Linked DNA regions of Hordeum vulgare: region 1 is linked to region 2. The links are chromatin contacts, called in public Hi-C maps. All regions are on one chromosome and are shown on one strand. Each heading gives the region's core, a stretch centred on a gene start, on an enhancer-like site or on the middle of the called end of the contact. The rest is flanking DNA. Distances are from core to core; before and after follow the strand shown.

Region 1 (5,975 bases), core at 249-2,748, 58 kb after region 2:
CCTTGGTTGGCCCAGCCGTCAGCGCCGACGATGACGCTCAAGGGCGTCATTTTTTTCCTTGGAGACGTCGTTCTACATCTGCTCCTCTCCTCCCTCCCACTCCTTGCCTCTCGGGTGAAAACCCTAACTCCGGTGGGCGACGGCAGCGTCCTTGACGCCGCGACCTTCCTGAAGGCGTCGCCTTAAGGGTTGAGTGGTGGTGGGCACTGTTTGGGTCCTTGACGGCTGCTGGTGGTGGGCACTGTGTGGGTCCTTGACGGTTGCTGGTGGTGGGCACTGTTTCGGGGGAAACCCTAGGATCTGGTCTTCCGGATCGGACAATGGCGATACTGCGGTGTCGTTTCTCTCTTGGAAGCATCGTTTGTGGAGCAGCGCTGGCAAACTGAGGCAGGAGGTGGAGCGGCATCGTCTTGCACAGAATTTCGGTGGAGTTGTCAAGTCATGCTTGGCCGACAGGTGCTACGCTGTGTCATGCCTGTTCGGCAGGTGCTACACACGACAGATCTTTTAGAGTTTTCGCATCTGGACGGATGAGCACAGAGCGGTGGCGCCGTTGGGCGGGTGGCGTCGGCGGATGTTTGGACTGGCAAGTATGATGCGGATCTCTTTCCTGAAGATGGGTCAATGGTCCGATGATGATGACGACATCTAAAACGTGTGCGTGAGGTGTGCATTTTAGATGAGCTGCACCGGCCGTTGTTCTCGATACGTTATGTGGGTGAATTGGCGACAACATCAATTTTAGATATGTGGAGTGAGAGCACTCCACATTATCGAGTTTGTAGGTGCGAGTGGTGGCTTTGGATGGATTGATGTATGTTTTTGTTAGACCTTTGTGAAATAATTAATAAAGATGGTTGCATGCATCAATTGACATAGAGGCAGGGGGATTAACCTCATTTTCCAAAAAAAAAAATCATGACCGAAAGGGACGTGTGCATGATAAATGAGAGATGATGCGCAAATGCCAAATACCCCCGAATGACTTTCTGGCATCACGGCGAAGCCAAGGTCGATGAATCGAACATTAATGCTCGGCAAATTATTGGGCTGTGTAATATCAAATAATTGAGTATCCAAGCAATCACTATTTATATGCCGGTCAACAAATCTCTGGATGAGAGTCTCTATAGCAGAAATATTAAAATAAAATGTGGACCATAAACAAGGAGCTAGCTCCTGCTAGCCTCCTTCCTTGCGCAAAAGGGAGTCTCGACTCCACCCCACAAGCCACAACGCATCAATCCATGAATTGGGAATACAAGAAAAGGCCGAATATAGTAGTAGCTCCTAACCTGAGGCTTGTAATCTATCGTGTATTATTGGGAGGCTCCTCTCGTCCTGACGTCTAGGAGGAAAAGGATATGCGGATGATTCAAAGGGTCACATGATTAACTATGCAAGCGTGTCACGGCTCACGGGTCATAGTTCCTGTCATGTGAAGATAGAGCAAAGTTTGTGATGGCTCATCTCCAAGTGCCAACCATGCCTTTGGGCCACTGACATGTGGGTCCAACATCTGGCTGGCCCACACATCACTGACTCAAAGGAACGTGCAGTTAAGACACCGAAGCAGCGTCCGCCGTTGATACAACATAATGGGACTGCTGTTACTTTAGTGTTATTTAGAAGGAGACTGATCTGCCCCGGCGCGCCGGCCCAAACTTTCGGCCGGCCACCCGCGAGCCGTAGGATTCACCAACCCCGCGTCGTCCACACCGTTGGATCCGCATGCAATATTTTTTTTCCTATGCAATAAAATTTCGATGCTATGCATTATTTTTTTCAACGGTTGCAACAAAAAACAAAATTTGTAGGAAAAAAAATATCTACGTAATCGTAGCAAAAAAAGAAACTGATGGTACGTGGTAGCAAACTTCAAACGCCAGTTGTAACAAACATTTACGTGACGTGTATGCAACTTTTTTAATGAACGGTTGCAGCAAAACATGATGCCGGTTGTAGCAAAAGTAAAAAATATCGATTGTAAACGAAAAATCCGACGAACTGGAGTTGCAACCAAACGTATATGCAGCTATTTTACTGGGACAAAATGTAGTAAAAAATGCTTGCAGCAAAAATAACGCTGGTTGCAACAAATTTAGACGAAAAATGTTGCATCCACTAATCAGAGAAGCACGCGGGTGGGAAAAATGTTGCATGGTCCGCGCGCGCGAGGGGGCGACCGACGCGCGGGTGGGAAACGATTCCCTATTTAGAAAACATGCACATGGAGCCTCTCGCTTTAAATTAATAAAACCAACATAGACCAAGTTAGCACAATTTGAGTTCTTAAAAGATAAGAATGAAGTTAAATATATAGTTTGGCTTTAAATATATAGTTATCTGGGTGCGACAGAATGAATCCATCAATGAAAAGTTTGTTATGTTCGAATATTAGGTAAATTCATAATTAATTCCAGTAAATAATTCATAACTAGTATATAAAGTACTTCCTCTATTTTAAATAAGTGACACAAATTTAGTATTAAATGAGTATAAATTTTATACTAAAACAACGACACCTATTTTGAAATAGAGGGAGTAGCAAGCAACAATTTAGCATACTTGATAAATAGTAAAACATACACATCAATATCGCACATGTAACAACAGTTACAAAAACAGATTTGAATAAATCATGATGGACGTACCATTCGTTAGTATTCGTAGCTGCTGCTGAAGCAAATGTTGGTGATGATGGTGTTACCGACGACGTGTTATTGACGATGTTGATGACGACAACAAGTAGCATCATCCGGTTTGAACGGAAGACGACCAATGATGACAAACTTGAGTAGTTGCACAGAGTGCTTCTTAAACAAAATTTCTCCTCTCCCTCTCTAGGATTGTGATACTCTTCAATGTATCTATAATTTTTTATTGTTTCATGCTATAATATTAACATTCTGGAATATGTTTTGGGCATTTATTTATCGATTCATATTATTTTTAAGCACTAACCTATTAACCTAGTGCCAAATGCCAGTTGCTATTTTCTGCATGTTTTGGCTTTTCAAGTTTACAGTACCAAACGGAGTTCAAATATCACGGAATTTTTTGATGATTTTTTCGGGACAAAAAGAAGCATGGAAGCTTCGGTAGAAGGACGGCGGCCACACGGGGTCCCCACAAGCCCGAATGATGCGCCTAGGGGAGGGGGTGGTCGCGCCCTATTAGCTTGTGCCCCTGGCTCTGCTGACCTCGTTGTCGGGGCTCTAGAACCGGGGGTAACCAAGCCTGCCTGCCTGCGGTCCAGGGCCCGTTGCGCGTTGCAGGCCTAAGGGCGCTCCCTATCGAGGCCCGGGGATACTGCACTCATGAGGTCCCCTCCTTGTGAGGGACCGCTCGCGGGGCCCTCTCCCGAGAAGGCTTCTCGCAAGGCTCGCGAGAGGAAAGCACCTCCCAATGCCACTCCTCCCGAGGGGCGGGTCTGCCAAGGGCGACTTGCCGGGGTTCAACCTCCCCTTGTGGGTGACGTGAGCCACGCTACGCGACACTAGGGCTGGTGCCGGCAGGCACAAACAGAGAGGCTTTCCCATTTGGAGATAAGGGAACCGAGGCCGGCTGCGGGTTCCCGAGGCAACCCATCAAAGGTTTCCTAATGGGTGCAAGAGGACCAAGGCTGGGTCTCGGCAGGACGAAGGTCACGCCCGTGCCCACAGGCGTGCCACTAAGAGAAGCTTCTGCAGGCGAAGACCGCCTTTGTCAGGGCGAGCCACAGTCTTGTGCCCTTTCAAAATCGTCGTTATGGCTGCCCTTCCCGTCGGATGTGTTTTCGTGGGAAGAGGACCAAGGCCGATATAAAAGAGAGGCCCGACCTCCGTAGAGGGGGATCTGGGGTCCGGTGTGTTGTGTTAGGGCAATAACCCACCTTTGTACCATTCTTCCACCTCGAGCAATCTATCCAAGCAGGAGTAGGATTTTACGCCACAAGGTGGCCCAAACCATGGTAAACTGCCATGTGTTTCAGCTCGTCTTCCTAGCTCGCGCCACTGTAGACTCGTCTTGAGGTTGAGAGGTTGAACAGGGTTGGAGAGCGAGAGCACCCTAGTCTTCGAACCTTCCTTTGGGTCCGCGGAGCCCCGATTCCGACATTTTGCATGCCAGGTAGGGGTGCGCAGCCGCACTTCTGCTCCGGTTTCGCTCCAGCTTCACCAGCCTCATGGCTCACGCTCGCCGTGTGCACGCCGAGCGCAATGCTGTGCGGGTCGTTGTGACCACACCCACAGGCCCTGGAGTCCGCCGTCACTCCGTAGGGGCTGAGGCCGCGACCACCGTACCTACGGACCAGGAGCAGCAAGCTTCGTCCGCGCACCCTTCCGTGCAGAGCGAAGGCCGCACCGCCACGGCTTCATCCTCCCACGCCCGTATGGAGCTAGTGAACACGCAGGTGACGCTGCCCATGACCCACGAGCTAGTCTGTTACCATCCGGCGGACGCTGGCTACGACGCTTGGCTGGCCCGCATCACCCATCTCGTCACCGCCGTGGGAGAAGCCCCGACGCCCTCTCGATCGCTCCGCTCCTCCATCCCGCGATGACAAGGAGGCCTAGGGGGATCACCACCACCCCCTCCCGCGCGTGGTAGCCATGTCGAGCTCAGGTGCGGGGCGCTTCCGAAAACCCCGCCTTGCGAGTTGCCACCATGCGCCCAGGGGGACGGAGGTATCTGTCAGATCGTCCGGTGCGAGGCACCGATGGATGCGCGCGCAATCTTCGAGCAGTAGTGCCAGCGCCTTGACATGGTCGTCCAGGATGTCGCAGCCGTAGGGCGTCAGAACCGGGCTGCACTCGCGTCTGGCGGCCACGCAAGCACCGTGGGCTGCCGGGCCTTCACTCGTGAGCTGCGTAGGGTGGCTTGGCCGGCCAAGTTCAAGCCCGACCTTCCCCCGCGCTACGACGGCTCCCTTGACCCCGTGGAGTTCCTACAGCTCTACGCCCTGCGCGTGGAAGAGGCGGGCGGCGACGACAAGGTCATGGCGAACTGGCTCCCGATGGCGCTCAAGGATGATGTGTGGTCCTGGCTCCTGAACCTGCCCGAGGGCTCGGTCTCTTCGTGGAGTGGCCTGTGTGAGCTGTTGGTTGCTAACATCAAGGGCACACACGACCGCCCCCTTTCCTTCAACGACCTGCATCGTGTGAAGTAGTGCCCCGGCGAGACCCTCCATAAGTACATCCAGAGGTTCAACCAGGTGCGCAACAAGATCCCGCACGCCACAGATGAGGCGGTCATCATGCCGTTGACCAACGACGTCAAGGACCTCAAGATGTGCTAAAAGCTTGCCGTCAACGACACCCTGAGCACGGACATGGAATTGTTCAACTTGGCTGACAAGTGTGCCAAGGCTAAAGAGGGCCGCCTATTCATGAGCAACAACCCTGACGACGTGCATGTGGACAGCAAGGCCAAGGCCAAGCAGTCCAAGCGCAAGGGGCCTATAGTGCTCGCGACTGAGCCCGATCAGAAGCGTGTCCGCAAGCGAAGCGTGCCCGAGAAGGAGCATCATTCGTACTACATCTACCACGACGTGCACAACCACAAAACTGAAAATAGCTAGGGGCTTAGGGTCCTCTGGGACGAGCGAGTCGTCCGGCGCCCGAAGGACAATGATCGCGGTGCTGGCCGCGGGGGCGGCAGATGGGACGGCCGCAATGGTAACCCTCGCTGGGGCTGGTGCGACCAGCCTCGCGACAACGGCTGGCGCGACCGGTCTCGTGAGATGTGATACGTCTCCAACGTATCTATAATTTTTGATGGTTTCATGCTATTATCCTGTCAAACTTTGGATGTTTTGTATGCCTTTTATATCTTTTTGGGACTAACTTATTAACTCAGTGCCAAGTGCCAGTTCCTGTTTTTTCCGTGTTTTTGACCCCTGTCAGAGGAGGATTTTAAATGGAGTCCAAACGGAACGAAACTTCCAAAAAGATTTTTTCCGAAACAGAAGAAGATCGGGAAACTTGAGAACCAAG
Region 2 (6,913 bases), core at 2,772-5,271:
AATGGACAATGCTTACCATACCATGAGCTACTTGATCCCTCTCGGTACATCTTGTACGTTTTGTGTGTTGATCAACTTGCTTCATTCTTTGACTTAGTCTTGATCAACCTTGTATCTTATCTTCTATATGATCAATCTTTGGATAAAACATTGAATACCATCTTGGTCATCATATAAACTCCTTAAAACCAATAGATGGACTTCAGGAAGTGCCTATGGACAAATCCTTCAAATATAACATAAGGCAACCATTAGTCCATAGGAATTATCATCAATTACCAAAACCACACATAGAGAAATACACTCTAACAGTTATCTTTAGGACTCCTTGACGTCAGAGTTTTGCAATGGTAGATCGAACATTTTTCATTGCAAATTATGGTCTTCGAGAATGAAAATTTTAGTTGGCGAGCACGACAAATCCGCCTCGGTTCATTTTTTCTCCAAAAAATTATCATGCTTGAAAATATTGTCAACACAAATTTCCATGAAAAACGTCACATTGACATGCCTAAAAAATATGACGTCAGACTTTTAGCTTTTCCTTATCTTTATGCATATTCTCCTGTTCTGCTTTTTTATTATGTGTTTAATTTTCAACACATTTTCCAAGAATATTTCTAAACTATTTTAGATATTCACCTATTCTTGGATTCATAATATCCAGACTGCTAGTTGGGTTGACCCAGATGTACGGGCGTTCTAGCACCTACCCCATACTTTGTAGATAGCTAACATGGTGGGAGCCCCTAGTGAGCGTTTTAAGCGCCAACTAGGTGTTTCGGTGCCCACACTACCACTTCTCGGACCGAGCCCAAAAGCACGCGTGCCCTGGCTTCCGCTGCCTTGGTCAGCTTGCTTGACTGCTGACTGGACACTCTTGCTACGTCAACCGCATACCTATCAATGTTGACTTTTCAAAAACAAAAAAAACCTAAAAATCTAAAAAACATGAATTAAAAAATTTACATGAATTCTTGAAAAACATCACTAATTTGAAAGAAAGTTTAACAAAACTATAAAATGTTCATCAAATTTGAAAAATGTTCATTGAGTTCAAAAAAAGTTCATAGATTTTGAAAAATAGTTCATCGAACTTGAAAAAATATCATCATTTTGAGAAAACTTCATCGAATTTGAGAAAAGTTCATCGAATTTTGTAAAACAAAATCATCAAACTTGAAATAAGTTCATCAACTTTGAGGTAATCAATTTGAAGAAACAAAATCACTAATTTTAATAAAGTTTATTGAACCAGGAACAAGAAAAAAGGAAAAATAAAAAGGGATGTAGAAACAAGAAAAAAAGAAAAAAGATGTTGGTATTCACGCGAGGTTTCGTGCCGGGTGGTTACTACATGGTACTTCAAAAAGGAGGTCACCAGTTCAAGCTGCCACACGGTTGTGTTTTTTGTGCATTTTGAAAAAGAAAACAAACAAATAAATAAATAAACATGACGTCCGCAAACACAGCGCGAGAAGGAATTACTTCATGCGCCGGTTTGCAAAAACACTAGTAAGGACGCTTGAAGGGTCAAATAGTATCTCCCTAACATGATTCACTAAAAAAGTTAGCTAACAGTGTAGGGCGGTCCAGATCCAATGTTCCAACAGGAACAAGAACTTCTCTCGTTTGAAATTAAACAAGGACGGGACCTTTAAAAACAAGAACTAGAAACCGTAACAACCAGAAAAGAACGAGAACGGCTAAACATGTCAAATTTTGATGGCTATTAGATGGGTTGGGCGGGCTTTGCTGCGCCATTAGTGTTATCGGGTTTTTATAAATAAAATCCCTTTATTTTAAAATATTAAGTGCATTTGTTTTTTAAAAGTCAAACCTCGTTAAGTTTGACCAAATTTATAGAGGATTATATAAATAGACACAATATCAAATCAGTATCATTACATTCATCATGATTTTTTTCATATTTTATTTATTATGTATTGTATACGTCGATGTTTTTGGTTCTAACATTAGTCAAAGTTAAAAAAAATCATGCTTTTAAAAAAATACACCTTATATTTTCAAACTGAGAAAGTATTTGGTTTGGTGAGTTGGGAAGATGATGGAGTGTGTTTTATTTTTATTTTATAATGCGGTGTTTTAACAGGCCTTTTACGGCGCCATTCTGGGTTATCTGCTAATTAACCCATACTCACAAGGGAAAAATTTCTATGTAGGTGGCTGCATATACTATGTTGATGCTACAATGTCACATGTTGGCATTTCTTTTTTCTAGATGATGAGAGGATGCAGTATAATGATATGTTTTATAGGCCAGTTGTTGTCGACTGATTTGAATTGACCCGTTTAAAATGTGATCCAAGTCCAAAATTGAATACCTCAATCATATGGAATAGCTCTAAAATTAGAAAGCATGGTGAATTAAAAGAATAGAATGAGAGAGCTTTTTGAGAAATTGTTGGTCCGGTCAAAATCTAGTACCCAGTTCTAAATTGAAGACCGTAAGACCTTTAAAATAAGGGAACATAGTGTATTAGATAATGACAAAACTATTAGATGCAAAACTTAAAGACCTCATTCTCAAGGCTCGGAAAATGTCTCGGTTCTAATAATAAAATAAAATAAGATAATGATATGAAGACCATTACTTTCCTAAAAAAACTAGGTTACTTACCATGCAAGCATCTACAGCTGGGCATCCCTAACCTGCCCCCAACGTTCGGGCGGACGACTCGCTTACTCACCAATAAAAATACTGATTTATACGGACGCCTCAAACGGACCTCAAACATTCGAGATGATCAACACCCCTCATATACAACCAAATATGGAGAGACTCTACGCGTTCGCCACGTTCGACCGATGGCCGGGTCCCACACAGAATCGCCTAAAAACCCAACAGTTTGACGGCTTGTCCTCTGGTGGGGTTGGAACGTCGCGTGGCACTCCCTCCAGCTCGCCACACGAGGCCAAAGGTCAGCTATTTAAGCTGACCGGTGTCCCTAACCCTAGCCACAACCTCTTCCTCCTTCGCGCTGCCAGCCTAAGCCCATCCACCTCTCTCCCTCCCTACCTCACTCTTCAAAAACCGGCTACTCGCCTTCCACAACCACAATCAACTAGCCATGCCACCACAACAATGGGTGAGCTATCTAATTCCGGTGTGCCGGCTGCAGCTCCTTGAACAGACCCTGGCAAGGTGCGAAGCACGGATCGCCGCGACGCTACCACTAGAAGTGATTGATCCGGAAGAGGATTTCAAGAAAGAAGAGGGGGAGTTCGATGAGCAGGATGCGAGGGACGCAGATCTGCACGCGAAGCAGCATGCAATCCTCGAATCGATCCAGTCGAAGACAAAGGCAAACCGTTGTATCCTTCAAGCGGAGCTGGAGGTGGACGCGACGAGATGATTGCCCACATAGTGAAGAGGAGACGGAGCCCTCCCAAGCACCCGTGTACGCAGCGCCCGGCATGGAGATATTAGAGATCTCACACGAGGACGATGTGTAGACTAATGTAATTTGCATAGTATGTAAGTTTTCTGTTACGTATTTTATATGAATCTAGAAGATGTAATATTAGGGACTCGGAAGCATAATAAAGAATATGAGGTGTGACCGATAACTATGTGCGGACATGTCTGGTGTAACATCAACGGACGTTTGAGGATTCTGATTTAATGTCTGGCTGCAGATGCTCTTAGTGTTCTTTAAACACAGCACAAATGCTACCATGCCTAAGCTGCAGTTGCACCACCACTTGAGACAAGTTGACTTAGCAAAGCCGTGCTATCTCCTCTCATGGATAAAAATACATGACACTAACAAGACAAGAAAAGGTGCCCATTCGTCCTATGTGGGTAGCCAAAAAAGACGGGCCGACCAAGACAAAGAAAACAGAAAAGACGACCCCTACCGCAACTTTGGTGGACGAAATTAGGTTCCTTTTCGGTATTCAGTTTTTTTATCTTTGAGGGAGGCATCAAGGTAATAGGCAGCAGGGATCGATTGATCAGCGCTTAAACTACGCGTAGCCAATGAGATGGGACAACATGATTCCTCCTAGCACAGCGCTGCCTGCCTGCTTTCGCCTTCACAATTTGCTACGAGTTGTGTACGCTCCAGTGCTCCACGCCACCAATTTAACCTGTTATTTTGTACCCTCGTCGAGTGACGAACGATGCATGTGACCCTAGCTAGCTTCCTTTGTTGTTAAATGACTTTGGGCGGTTTGTATTATTGTATATCAACTACTCAATTTTGCACACTGAATTAGTAAACTTGTGACTCTAAGTTAGCTTCACAGGTCAGTGGCCGAGATGATTATCGACAGCTCCGTTTTCAATACTGATTTAGGGCATCTCTAACTCCAACTCTCAAATCACCTGTATGCGTACGCATCGTGCAATACTGACCTAGAAAGTCATTCAATCGCAGACTTGTATCAATGTGTTGAACAGTTCGGATCATGTTTTTTTTTTTTTTTGCAAACCGAAATCAAACATATGAGCTTTACAAGAGTCCGGATACGAGTCACGTCGGTCTCTTACACGCATGACCTATCCAAAAAAAGGCTGAGCCTGTACTTTTGTAGGACCCACACTGTTTCTGCGCCTAAATCCTCAACTCTCTTCTTCGATCACGTAGCTCTTCAAGAAATTCTCGCTCTTTTCTTCTACTTTCTTCCTCGCCCCCGTCACTGAGGCATACGATTGGACAACAACCTGCCGGAGATGAAGGTGGTGGTGGAGGTGCATGAGGATCCCCACATCACTCTCACGCAGAAGATCAACTAGGCGATGCGGCAAAATCGCCGCGTCAAAACGAAGGCGGCAAAGGAGGAGAAGTTCAAGAAGCGGAAGGCCGGTGACACGCATGCTGATGTCATGTGTGGCGGTGGGCGTGCTAGCCGCGAACATGGTGGAGGTGGCGAACCGGGTCCGAGAGCCCTGATAGTGACGCCCACGGTCCATACCTCGTCATGGTCAGAGCATTACAAAGCTCCGTACTACTACGCTGCCAAGAAGCTCAGTAGGCAAGCCACAACAACCGCTGTCGGGCAAGTGCCTTACATTGTCGACGCAAACGCGCCATCGCTGCTCTTCCCGGAGTGTTCCTGGCCGCAGCTCTTCTGGGCGTGGACGGTGGGCGAGGAGCACATGAGTTCCCTCACGCTATTCGCTATTATCCCTAAAGTGGGGGTGAAGGCGTACGACGACACGAACAGGGAGACTTTTGACATAATCCACGACATAGGTGGAGGAGGAGGTAGTTATGAGTACGGGCAGGTGGAAGACTCGGATCCTACCCAGGCAGGCAACTACACCCACACGTAGCAGGGCTACGCCCAGACCGGCATGGGCTCACAAAAGTAGGATTGGGCTGCCGGACAGGCGGAGGAGGAGAAGGACGACGAGGAAGATGATCCTGATGATTTTGCCGACGATCCAAAGAAGAAGGGTAGAAGAGAAAGCTTCAACATGCGGGAGGATGAGCTCATGTGCGACGCATGGTTGACCACTAGCCCTAATCTAATTCATGGCACGGAGCAAAATAGCACACCGTTTAGGCCAACATTCACACATGGTTCCATGAATATAAGCATTTTGTTCCCTACTCCGACGCACTCATCCGCAACCGTGAACCGAAGTACTCCGTCCATCGATCATACACCATCCAAGAGGCAGTATCGAAGTATTGTGGCCGCTTGGCGCACCTCATAGTACGGTGGCCTAGTGGTGCACAAATTATCGAGCAAGTAACTTTATTGGTCAGATGTGCATAGTTTTATTGGTCACTTGCCGAATGTGCATAGTTTTGTTGATTACTAGTCGGATGTGCATAGTTTTGTTTATCACTAGCCGGATGTACATCGTTTTGTTGATCACTAGCCGGATGTGTGCATAGTTTTGTTGATCACTAGCAAGATGTGCATAGTTTTGTTGATCACTAGCCGAATATGCATAGTTTTGCTAATTACTAGCCGAATGTGCATAGTTTTGTTTATCCCTATCGGATGTGTGCATAATTTTTTGATTACTAGCCGGATGTGCATAGTTTTGTTGACAATGTTCTATGTTGTAGCCTTCTAGTGCATGTACGATGTTCAAGAAGTTGGAGAAGAAAAACTTCACCGTCATGCATTGTTAGTTGAAGTTTAGTGAGCAACTGAATTGGAAGTATACATAACCAAGACCGCTGCCCAAGCCACCGAGGAAAAAACCGGTGAACCAGCTTACCCAACGATAGAACAATCCAAGAAGGATAGAAGAGGGTTTGATAGAAAGAAATGGGACGAGTAGAGGGCGAAGCGAGAAGGTGTGACGGTAAAGTTGACAAAGAGGTTCAAGGACATCTTGTCCAAGAAGAAGGAGGCATACATCAAGCGCTCGAACATCAAGGAGGAAAAGAAGGTAGAGAGGTTCAAGCTATTGATGGAGGCGACTGAGGAGAAGCTACCCTCAAAGACAAGAGTGTCATAATCAAAGATAAGAAGGTGATGATCGCAACCGATGCAGGGGAAGCCAAAATTTTGTCGTTGAATTTGAATGCTGATGCAAGGATGATTGTGCAAGCCATTCACTACAAGATATTGCAGCGGTAGAAACATGAGTTGTTGGTGATGAACATGGAGGACGAGCATGAGGCGACACACAAGGAGGCGGAGGCGGAGGCTTAATACTCGGCAGCCATATACATGATAGCATTAGATGACCGCCTCCCACATCCGTGGATGAATGCGGGAGGGAATCTGCGGGTCAATGTTGAAGATGCCCTTAAGTCCAAGATGTCATTGAAGCTCTTCTTGATCTGTACAATGGCCTAAAAAATTCTCAAGAGAAAGAGGATCATGCCGACGTCGCTCTGCCATAGGCGACCCGAACGCGACCCTGAAACCACCGTGATGTTCCTCCTCCTACCTCCACCTCTCACCACGTCACTTCAGA

Evidence for each region. A called contact is a pair of places that touch in the nucleus more often than the background predicts.
Region 1: a Hi-C map of leaf shows a contact between it and region 2, with 2.8 times the contacts expected there. The contact joins two enhancer-like sites. A contact is called at or near these places in 2 of 6 Hi-C or Micro-C datasets (leaf and seedling).

Annotation. Positions count from the first base shown.
Region 1 is chr3H:397,319,098-397,325,072 of MorexV3_pseudomolecules_assembly, forward strand. No RefSeq gene overlaps it. Among protein-coding and RNA genes, the nearest start is that of LOC123440039, 50 kb to the right of the region's middle. Within about 2 kb of position 1,499, at least 3 of the 3 cell types and tissues checked have open chromatin away from gene starts, as enhancers often do. A contact at or near this core is called in leaf, where this site is marked.
Region 2 is chr3H:397,258,485-397,265,397 of MorexV3_pseudomolecules_assembly, forward strand. No RefSeq gene overlaps it. Among protein-coding and RNA genes, the nearest start is that of LOC123440038, 24 kb to the left of the region's middle. Within about 2 kb of position 4,022, at least 2 of the 3 cell types and tissues checked have open chromatin away from gene starts, as enhancers often do. A contact at or near this core is called in leaf, where this site is marked.